2 separate regions of the Rattus norvegicus genome follow, and region 1 is linked to region 2. A link is a contact called in public Hi-C data. All regions are on one chromosome and are shown on one strand. Each heading gives the region's core, a stretch centred on a gene start, on an enhancer-like site or on the middle of the called end of the contact. The rest is flanking DNA. Distances are from core to core; before and after follow the strand shown.

The links. Hi-C and Micro-C count contacts between places; a contact is called where the count stands out from the background.
Region 1: a contact with region 2 is called in a Hi-C map of psoas muscle, with 6 times the contacts expected there. The contact joins the enhancer-like site here to the promoter of Vegfa in region 2. A contact is called at or near these places in 7 of 12 Hi-C or Micro-C datasets (frontal cortex, kidney, liver and 2 more).

Annotation. Positions count from the first base shown.
Region 1 is chr9:22,669,893-22,675,402 of GRCr8, forward strand. No RefSeq gene overlaps it. Among named protein-coding and RNA genes, the nearest start is that of Mrpl14, 140 kb to the right of the region's middle. Within about 2 kb of position 1,434, at least 9 of the 93 cell types and tissues checked have an H3K27ac peak or open chromatin away from gene starts, as enhancers often do.
Region 2 is chr9:22,451,376-22,456,805 of GRCr8, forward strand. It overlaps Vegfa (vascular endothelial growth factor A), which reads left to right and starts at 1,479. Exons shown (of 8, transcript NM_031836.3): 1 at 1,479-2,558. The coding sequence starts at 1,956.

The DNA.
Region 1 (5,510 bases), core at 184-2,683, 220 kb after region 2:
GCGTGATAGTCAGAGCTCTGAACCACAGAGCTCCAGGTTCAGTGAGACCCTCTCCATAACAATCGGCCACTGAATGAGCGACCCAATGTCAGGCTCTGGCCTCCACACACATACACTAATATGAACCTATGTACACACACAAACTCCAAATATATCTGTATATATTCACAGGCACAGCCACAAACACGTGTGCGTAAACATGAACATATACACACATATGCAACATACACACAAGCTCCAGATGTGTGTGTTTACACACACACACACACACACACACACACACACACACACACACACACACACACACACCACACACAGTGCTTGGGTTAACAGCCCAAGCCCCTATTTTATGCTTAATGTTAAGTTCTGTTGGAAGTCGAAGAGAGGGGAATGTGGGGTGCTTCTTTATACAGGACACTAGTTCCTACAAGAAGCGCCCCCCCCATTCTGTAGCCAGCCCAGGATCTGAACAATTTCCATAAGCCACATCAAGATACTAGCTTTGAGGAAGGGCAGGCTTGAAGGTTAATGCTGCCACACCTCCCATAGTTGAGCAGGGTAGGAAGAAGGGAGTGCCCGATGCTGAGACACGGGTAGTAAGGGGAGAAGGCCAGCCTTCCCTATTTTGGGAGGTTGGAAGCAGCAGGTGTCTGGCTGGTGCTGGGACATGTGAACCCTCCCATCAGGGGCCATGTGGCCAGCAGCAGGGCAGCCTGGTACTGCCAGGTACAGCCGGGCTCCAGAGAACCCACCAGCCATGTGGAGAAGATCTGGTTTCTCAGCAATGGCCCAAATCACAACATGGATAGTCGAAAAGCCACCTGACTCTACCCTGTTCCCACTGCCTCCTTCACCCACCCACCCACCCCCCAGAAAACCTCCTCAGGCAAGCAAGCTGCAGAAACCAGGAAATCAAGAGCATTCCCCTTCCACCCCTGGTCCAAGTAGTGGCGACAGCTCTACCATTCTAGGGTTTCTTAAACACAGCTTCTGTCTGCGGAAGCCTGAAGGGAAGTCAACATCCAAAAAAAAAAAAAAAAAAAAAAACTTGTCCACAGTGACCTAGGCTGCTACAGGTGGCTGGTGACAGCCAAGGGTGATCAGTCCCTGTAGGAACCTGGTTATTTTAGGCTGGGCATCAGAAGCAGGAGACTTCCCGAATGAAAATAACCTTCCCTGGGTGTCACTCCCGAGACATATTCTGTTCCCGGTGGCCTGCTTGTCACAGGGTACTGTTCTGCCTGCCCCTCCCAGGCAGGATAACCAGGGCCAGGATGGCCTTCCAGCCAGGAGAGGGGGGTACGGGGGGGAGGGGGGGTGACAGCAGAGACACAAGCCGTGTTTCCTAATCAGGACCTTGCAGGAACACAGCACTGGTCTCCAGGGTCACAGAAAGTAGCCTGCCACTGGCCAAACTCCTCCTCCTCCAGCTCTGCAAAGCCCTTTGTCTCCACCTGCTTCCCCAGTGTGTGGTCAGTCATTTCTTGTGGTCTGGGGCTCCCCCTAAGAGTCAAAGTCCCCAGGGGATAGTCCCTGTGTTCTTCAAACTGGCAAACTCTGAGGCCGGGCTCTGTCTTCCTCGGACTAGAGCTGCCTGATGTCAGACAGTGTCTCCCTCAGACCAGGTCTCTCTGAGGACAGCAGTCAGAATTAGAGCTCTCCCAGATGGGGCTGTGTCCCACTCAATCTGGGGCTCCTTCAGGGTAGAGGCCAGGCCTCTCATGTTTTCTGGCACAGTCTGGAGAAAGTTTACCAGAGCTCAGGAGTTCCTGGTCATCAGTCTTTAGATACAGTTCTCTGGGGCTAAGAAGTTTCGACACTTGGAAGGTTCTGCCTCCATTACTTCAGGGCATTTGTCCGACTCCTCAGACTGTCCCCAGGGTGGAGAGGAAACAGTGGTTCCTGCCCTCAGACCAGTGTGAGACTTAAATGAGATAATACGAACAAGAGTCTTGGCGAGGTGCCTAACTGAGAGGGCAATTAAAAAGTAAAGAAAGGACTGGAGTCTTGAGCCATTTGTCAGTTAGACAGAGCCCCAGGCCATATGACCCTGAAGTCTAGGGCCAAGACAGGCCCTGGAAGGCCCCAGAGTGACCTGGGTCACTGTCCGGGCTAGGGATCCTCTAAGATTCCAGTCTGCAGCTGTCTAGAGACACAGTTCAGGCAACACCCTGCAGCAAGACCCATGCTCTGTGTCCTCTTCGCCACGCTCTAGCTTGTGGTCTGGGGCTCCTTCAGGGCAGGGCCAGGATCTAGCTTGCAGCCCCTGCCTTGAACTCCCAGCTTCAGTCACCCCACGATGCTATGGACCCTCTCTCTGCCTCTCCCACCATGTGGAAGAGCCCAGATTCTTTCTACAAGTGATGGCGTGATACTTCTGAGCTGGACAGAGGACCCCGGGCCAGGAGCAGACAGCATAAATATATCTGGGGAGTTTACATTGTCGGGGGCTTGGAGCGCTCATCACTCTGTGAGCTCTGCCCCTGTTTATTCCCTGAGAGTTCATGACCAGGGCGCCACCGCTGGAGGGAGGTGGAGGGAATCTTTGGGTGGCTGCAGCTGCAGGGACATCAGTGTGCTGAAGGAGCCTGGGAAAGCCCGAGAGCCTGTAGGCCACACCCTCCCACCTCCTCCAGCTGCACCAGCCCTGCTCCAAATGATGCTGTTTGCAGGAGAGAGACCCGGGATAGAGCAGCCTCCCTGGACTTGCGAGTGGAGGCCCTTGGCCATCCTACCCTCTGGCCTCAGCCCCACCCAGCCCCAGCCCTCGAGTGCACCCTCTCAGGTCAAGCTAAGTGAGTTCTGGCTTGGGCAAACCTTTATTTAACAGCTGCTCCTGTAACGTGCTCAGGGCTCTTTTCTGGGCTTACAGCAGTTCCCACCACTCTATCTTCCACACCCTCTGAGGTGCAGCCTGAACCAGGACTGTCTTGGACTGCCTGGGAGGGTGGGAACCCAAAGGCTATTCTGGCTGTCCATAGTGCTTCCATTCAGGGTCAACTGGACGGTGGTAATAGCCTCTCAGGGGCCTGCATGGGATCCACCTAGCAGAGAGAGAAACAGAGGCAGAGCGTTGGGGCAGTTGCTCACAGGTACTCAGCTGGTGAGGTTAAGATTCGAGCTGAGCTCTAGATGGCTCTGTCTTCTCTGCCTACCCAGAGCCTGACTCTTACCTAGTGTGCAAGGACACCTCCCCAGAGCAGATAGGAGACACCCAGACATTCCTGTCAGAAGATGAGATCGCAGCCATTCGTTTCCATTTTCACAAAGTCTCACACCAAACAGGGAAGAGGGGAAACCCAATAACATCAGGCACACTGCTGCCCAGAGGAGAGTGAGCCAAGGATACCTGCTTCTGTCTGTTCTAAGTCCTAAATCTCCCCCCCCCCCATCTCACTCTGCTCCTCACTGCGCCTCAAGGACCCCTGGTGTCCTTATGACAAAGAGGCAAGGTGACTTGTCTAAGGTCATACTGCTAATGGCAGAGCCTGTATTAGAACTCAGAGCCCCTGTGCTGCAGGCCAGGAAAAGAGGTTAAAAGCTGGGTGTGGTGGCTGAGGCAGATGGATCTCTGAGTTTGAGGGCAGCCTGGTCTACATAGTGAGTGCCAGGCCAGCCAGGGCTACATAGTGAGACCCTGTCTAAAAAAAAAATAGCAAAATAGAACTGGAAACGTGGTTCGGTGATTGAGATCGAACACTTGTTGCTCTTACAGAGGACCCCTGGTTTGATTCCCAGCATGCACATGGTGGCTCACAACCATCCATCACTCCAGTCCCAGACGATCCAACTCCCTCTTCTGGCCTCCACGGGCACCAGGCATGCAAGTGGTGCACAGACTTTCATGCAACAAAAACACCTGTACACATAAAATAAAGAAGCTTCCAAATTCTTTAAAATAAGTTAGTCGAGGTTTTTTTTTTTTTTAATTAACTTAAGTAGTTCTTATTTACATTTCGAGTGTTATTCCCTTTCCCGGTTTACGGGCCAACATCCCCCTAACCCCTACCCCTCCCCTTCTTTATGGGTGTTCCCTTCCCCATCCTTCCCCCATTGCCGCCCTCCCCCCAACAATCACGTTCACTGGGGGTTCAGTCTTAGCAGGACCCAGGGCTTCCCCTTCCACTGGTGCTCTTACTAGGATATTCATTGCTACCTATGAGGTCAGAGTCCAGGGTCAGTCCATGTATAGTCTTTAGGTAGTGGCTTAGTCCCTGGAAGCTCTGGTGAGGCTGGTTTTTGAATACTAGTTTCAACTATGAGTGTGTGAGTGTGAGCATATTGAGTGTGCATACACACACACATGCACACATACACTCATGCACACACACATGCACACACACATGCACACACACATGCACACACACATGCACACACACACGCACACACACACACACACACGCACATACACACACACACACACACACACACACACACATGCATACCAGCCAGCAGTGGGGGCACATGAAACTGGGTCACAAGTTTCGTGGGCCAATGAAAGAAACAGTACGAGATTCACAGCAGGGCCGGAAGGAAGTGGGGCTCTATAAACCATTCCTAATGGTGCGGAATCACATGACAGGCCTCATTTCAGATGACCTTGACCATAGCACCAGAGGATTGCTGTTCCTGGAGTAGCAAGAGTTTGTCTTGGCCGTATGGATACGGTAGTCAGAGGTGGGAGGTGCTGGTGCAGTACTAATAGGGGAGATGGTGTGGGGAGGTAACCGTGGAGGTGTTGGGACAGCCACAGTAGGTGACACAGATGAGAGAGGAGCTGGTGACTGAACCAGACGTGAACCCCCTCACAGTCGATGCCAGCGTCGTTCGTGCCTACCCCTTGCAAGCTACCTGTGGCTGAGCACTCGGACACTGATTTTACCAAAAGCGACACCAAGCCACGAAGAAGTCAAGTCCTGCTTGTTCAAGGTCACGAAGCCAGGAAGAGAGCCGGGCGATCAACTTGCCTCAGCTCTCTGGCCCCAGTGCCCATCAGCTGCCTGCCCTTGCAGAGTGAGGTGTCAGAGCAATGTCCTGATGCCCTGAGTAGGTGGGCCAGGACGGGACATGCTCTCTCACACAGCAGGCTTCGGTTCGGGCAGGGAGGAGGCACAGAGCCACATGACGGAAGAAATAGTCCTGATGCCGGCCCCACAACCCACATGCAGTGTGACCTTCTCTGGGTGGCAGCCAAGGTGCATGCCAGCTACCAGGTGACGGCAAGCCTGACGGCCAGTTGGTGGAGCCTGGCAAGAGCTCCACACACCAAAGGGGTGAAGTCAGGGGTGGAAATAATCCTGGAACCAGAGGAAAGCTTGCTTTCCTGGAAAGTTCTGCTCCGATTGGCTTATGGCTGGAGCTTCCGTACAGGCCTTTCCAGTCAGAGGCATGGTTATTAATAACCCCAAACCTGCCTCTGTCCCCACCCTTGGGAGAAGGCAGTTTTCAGGGCCCCCTCCCGGCCCCAGGCAGTAAGTCCCACTGGTAGAAGGATAGAGGTCCTATAGGAG
Region 2 (5,430 bases), core at 229-2,728:
TCCCACAGGTATCAGAGCCCCCTCTTGTTCCCAGGGGAGCCTAGGAGCAGCTGGGCCAAAGCCCAACCAGGAATTTTTCCAGGCTGGTTCCTATATCCAAGGGTGGGCTGGAGGTGGGGGCTTTGGGGAGCTCTTAAGGAAGACACGAGGAGGTGAAGGGGACTTTGTGGAAAGGGAGGGGACAGAGCCACACAGGCTAAGTGTACAAGCATAGAGAAATGGCCAAGGGTCCTAGGTAGAATGGGAGGGGGCAGAGTACAACCCTGAACTCTGTTTAGAAGATGAACTGTGAGCCTAGGCTAGAACTGAGGGAGCCTTACCTCTACTCCCATCCTACCCGGAGTTGGTGGCAGCGCTGGGCAGCTGGCCTAACTACGTTTCTGAATGCTAGGGTAGGTTTGAATCACCACGCAGGCCTGGCCTGCTTCTGCCCCCATTGGCACACTGGCCTTAGTTCCCTGGCAACATCTGGGTGTTTGTGTGTGGGGGGTGTGATCAGGAGGAACAAGGGCTTCTGTCTGCCCAGCTGTCTCTCCCTCAGGGCTCTGCCAGACTCCACAGTGCATACGTGGGCTTCCACAGGTCGTCTCCCTCCGGGCCACTGACTAACTGCTCGGCTTCCCGTTCTCAGTGTCACACATTTGATGCCATATCCTCTCCAGAGAAGCCTCTCTGGAAACTTCCCAGGGAATCCCATTCACCCCAGGGCCCTAGTTCCTTATGTATGAAGATCAGACAAGAGCTCAGATAAGCATACTTGCCTTCCACGTAGCCCCCCGCCCCATATATAATCCTAGAGTTTCTGTTTCCGAGGTCAAACAAGCAACTGTTGGGGGGTGGGTGTTAGAAACACGCAACTATTTGGGAAGTCAAAGCCTGCGGTGCTCAACAGTCAACTCTCACCCCCTGTCCAAGACCCGTGCCATTTGAGCCAGAGTTGGGGTGTGCATAATGTAGTCACTAGGGGGCGCTCGGCCATCACGGGGAGATCGTGAACTTGGGCGAGCCGAGTCTGCGTGAGGAAGGACGCGTGTGTCAATGTGAGTGCGTGCGTGCATGTGCGTGTGTGTCTGGGTATAGTGTGTTTGTGAGGTAGGGGAGAAGACCAGGGGTCACTCCGGGTGTCCGTCTCCCCATACGTCCTTGCCAGCTCTCCGCCTCCCCCCCCCCCCACTTTCTCCTACATTCCTGGGAAAGGAAATTGCCCTCACTCTCCTGTCTCCCCTGATTCCCAACACCCTGGGATTCCCAGTGTGTCCCCGAGCCAAGTTTGAAGGGGTGGACAGATAATTCTCAGGCTATGGACCCTGGTAAGGGGTTTAGATTTCTATTTCGCAGTAGTGGCCTAGGGGCTTCTGAAAGGCGGTGCCTGGTTCGGCCTGGCCTCGCCCCCGGGGCGGGCCTGGGGCGGGGCCTTTGGGGGCGGGGCCAGATTTCCTTTTTTTTCCACCGCTGTTACCGGTGAGAAGCGCAGAGGCTTGGGGCAGCCGAGCTGCAGCGAGGCCGCGGCGCTGGGGGCGAGCTGAGCGGCGGCAGCGGAGCTCTGTCGCGAGACGCAGCGACAAGGCAGACTATTCAACGGACTCATCAGCCAGGGAGTCTGTGCTCTGGGATTTGATATTCAAACCTCTTTTTTTTTTCTTAAACTGTATTGTTTTACGCTTTAATTTATTTTTGCTTCCTATTCCCCTCTTAAATCGTGCCAACGGTTTGGAGAGGTTGCTCCTTCACTCCCTCAAATTACTTCGGATTTTGGAAATCAGCAGAGGAAAGAGGTAGCAGGAGCTCCAGAGAGAAGTCAAGGAAGAGAGAGAGAGAGAGAGACCGGTCAGAGAGCGCGCTGGCGAGCGAACAGAGAGAGGGACAGGGGCAAAGTGACTGACCTGCTTTTGGGGGTGACCGCCAGAGCGCGGCGTGAGCCCTCCCCCTTGGGATCTTTCATCGGACCAGTCGCGCTGACGGACAGACAGACAGACACCGCCCCCAGCCCCAGCGCCCACCTCCTCGCCGGCGGGCAGCCGACGGTGGACGCGGCGGCGAGCCGCGAGCAGGAGCCGAAGCCCGCGCCCGGAGGCGGGGTGGAGGGGGTCGGGGCTCGCGGGATTGCACGGAAACTTTTCGTCCAACTTCTGGGCTCTTCTCTCTCCGGAGTAGCCGTGGTCTGCGCCGCAGGAGGCAAACCGATCGGAGCTGGGAGAAGTGCTAGCTCGGGCCTGGAGAAGCCGGGGCCCGAGAAGAGAGGGGAGAAAGAGAAGGAAGAGGAGAGGGGGCCGCAGTGGGCGCTCGGCTCTCGGGAGCCGGGCTCATGGACGGGTGAGGCGGCGGTGTGCGCAGACAGTGCTCCAGCCGCGCGCGCGCCCCAGGCCCCGGCCCGGGCCTCGGTTCCAGAAGGGAGAGGAGCCCGCCAAGGCGCGCAAGAGAGCGGGCTGCCTCGCAGTCCGAGCCGGAGAGGGAGCGCGAGCCGCGCCGGCCCCGGACGGGCCTCTGAAACCATGAACTTTCTGCTCTCTTGGGTGCACTGGACCCTGGCTTTACTGCTGTACCTCCACCATGCCAAGGTAAGCGGTCGTGCCCGCCTGGTGTCGCCGGGCCATGGCGAGCGCCTCTCCCGCTTGGGGACGTGCGTGCGTGCGAGCGCGCGCGTGGGGGGCTTCGTGCCCCACGCGGGTCCTTGGGCACCGGGCGCGAGGCGTCCCCCTCTGTCGTCGTACGTGGAGGGGGAGGGGGTGCGCGCTAGGTGGGAGGGCGCCAGGATAGTCTCGCCGCCCACGCGGGCCCTGCCCACCCACCAGAGTCACCGCACGTACGATCTGGGCCGAGCAGCGGAGGGCGGGAGCCAGAGGAGGAGGCTGAGGGGGCTGGGCTTGCGCCCGAGCTGGCGGCAGAAGTTTGCTCTGGGTCGCGGGTCCCGGGAGAACTGGAAGTCCGGGCAGAGGGGGCGGGAGTCCGGAGCCCAGCGGGCATGCCTGGGGGTGCTCGGACCTTGGACCGGGGGAGGGCAGAGATCGTGGAGGGGGCAGGGCGCCGGCGACCGAGGGGGCTTTGCTGTCACTGCCATTCGGTCTCTTCGGCCTTTGCAGTGAGTTTGGGGAAAGTTTTAGGATGGATTACTGCGGGGACCCTCTCCCACCCCTCTAGCTTGTTGGGCCACCTGCGCCGCGCCACCCCCTCCCGTCCCCGCTCGCGTCCCGCGCGGTGCCCGCCCTCCCCCGCCTGGCCGGGCGCGCGCGGCGCAGAGCCGATTACATCAGCCCGGGCCTGGCCGGCCTCGTGTTCCCGGAGCCGCGGCTGCTGGAGCCCGGAGACCCGGGCGACAAGCGGCGCCCCTCCCCCACCGGCCCTCCGCGAGGAAGGTGACCTCTGGAGGTATCCCCAGCTCCGGGACCGGGAGAAACTCCCATACCCCTTTCCTCCGTTCCCAACTTCTACCCGTGCCTTGCTCTAGGCAGAATTACCCGACGCCCCTTCCCCCTTTCCCCCATTTCCTGCCTGGTGTGCAGAAAAGCCCTTCCCACCCTTTTATATTTTCCTTTTCCTTGCGAAGACTCATCGGACCCTTCCTGGCCCCAGGGCCCAGGAAAAGGACGGTGACTGTCAGACGTGGGGGTGTTGGGGCCCACCCTCGGGTTCTTTGTGGAAACGCTGACCTAAGTTTTGAGTTGGTGAAGGTGTGCTTCCCTCTCCTCCTAGCAGCTCCAGTTAGCTGTGTTTCACCTTTTTTTTGGGGGGGGGGCGGTCAACGAAGGGTGGACTGACATCACCCTATTTCCCCCGTTTTGGAAACATGACTTGATATTTGCTAAGACAGGGGCAGCCTGGAACCAGCCCTTTCCTACTCCTTTGACAGGATCCCTTGTCAGTATCTCACACACACTTTGTCCTGGCAAAGCCTGATGCCCAGAGAGCAGGTGGTTTAACTCTGAACTTACCCACCCAATTTGCCTACTAAAGGGTCCTTTGATGCTCGTTTCCTCTAATTCTCAGCTATAGAGCCTTCTTGGAAAGGAGGCAGAAGGAAGGAGAAGGGCAGGTGTCCCTGCCACCATCCAGAGGTCCCCAGACCCTGGCACAAAGGCCTTGGTTCTGGGCCTTCATGTGGGGAGGAGGGCAGGAGTGCTTGGCCACAGTGTGACCTTCAGAGGCCCCCAGAGAAGGACACCTGGCCAGTCCCTGCCTAGAACCTCCCCATCTGGGAAGGGGTTCAAAGTTTCTGTTTCCTTTCTCCACTGGGGTCTAGACAGAGGAGGAAGGAGAATGTCATGAGGCTATTGAGGGGGTATTTGAGGGCCTGATGAAGTGCAGAATCCAGGACCAACCTGGGGCAGCTGCAGTGGGAGGCTATGTCTTGAGAAGGGCCACCTCTGACCTTGGCCCTGGTGGCAAGGCTGAGGGCCCTGGATGGATTGCTCTTAGGAAAAAGAGACAGAGACAGACCAAGGGTGGGAGTCTGTCCCTCTGGGGCAGTTGGAGGTCCAGGTTGGTGTGAAGCAGGTGGATGGGGAGTTGTAGCAACAGGAGACCCTCAGGAAGGCCAGGAGCCTTGGCTTGCTTGCCACGTCAGGGCCACAGGGCCTTCTTGGTGACCTTCAGAGGTTCTGGGGAGGGGAGAGAGGAACTGGTGGGGATGAGGAAGGTTGGAGGGCTCAGGGTGGGGCAAAGGACCCCCTGGCAGAACTGAGGAGAAAGCTTCCCTGGGTACATTTAAGCAAAGTGCCCTGCCCAGGTGAGAGGCTCCGGGATGTGGGAGTGGGAGGCTAGCCAGGCTTTGGAAGCTGCAATCGGGACCTGGGCAGACCTGGGACCTGGGGTGGGAGGAGAATGGGACTCTCCCTTCCTTAGGAGCTTCCTCCCAGCTTTTCACCCCTTGAGCAACCTGTGGGTATGCTGACTATTCCCCAGGCCTGGGAAGAGTTCAGATGGGGGAGGGTAGTTGGTGCCCTTCTGTCCTCTGCATCTCTCTTCGACTCGAGCTAACCCTGGTATTTGTCATGTCAGCAGGAGAAGGTCACCACGTTGTTTTTCTCGCCCCCAGTCTTTCCTTCCTGCCCCAGTCCAAATTTGTCCTATTTGACCTTAATGCTTACCCATGGCTTGGGACCAGGGAATCGAGGGCAATGGGAAAAGGGACAGGACAAGAACAGGACGGGGCTGGGGGCCTGGGTCAAGCAGGATTCTGGTATTTTCCTCCTACATTGTGAGCTCCCTCACACCTGGTTAGTCTTTAACTTTCACGGGCTCAGAATTGAAGCCATCCGGAGTAGTGGGTATGCTCTGGGCCCACAGGACCCCTACTGTTCCCCGTGTGACTCAGAAGACTTGGGGAGGGTGGGAGCTGGGGGTTGGGAGAGGAGGCAAAAAGAAATCTAGGGATTCAGTGGTGTCAGGCCTGGGACTCCTGTGGCTGGCCCTGTCCCTGACAACGCTCTTTAC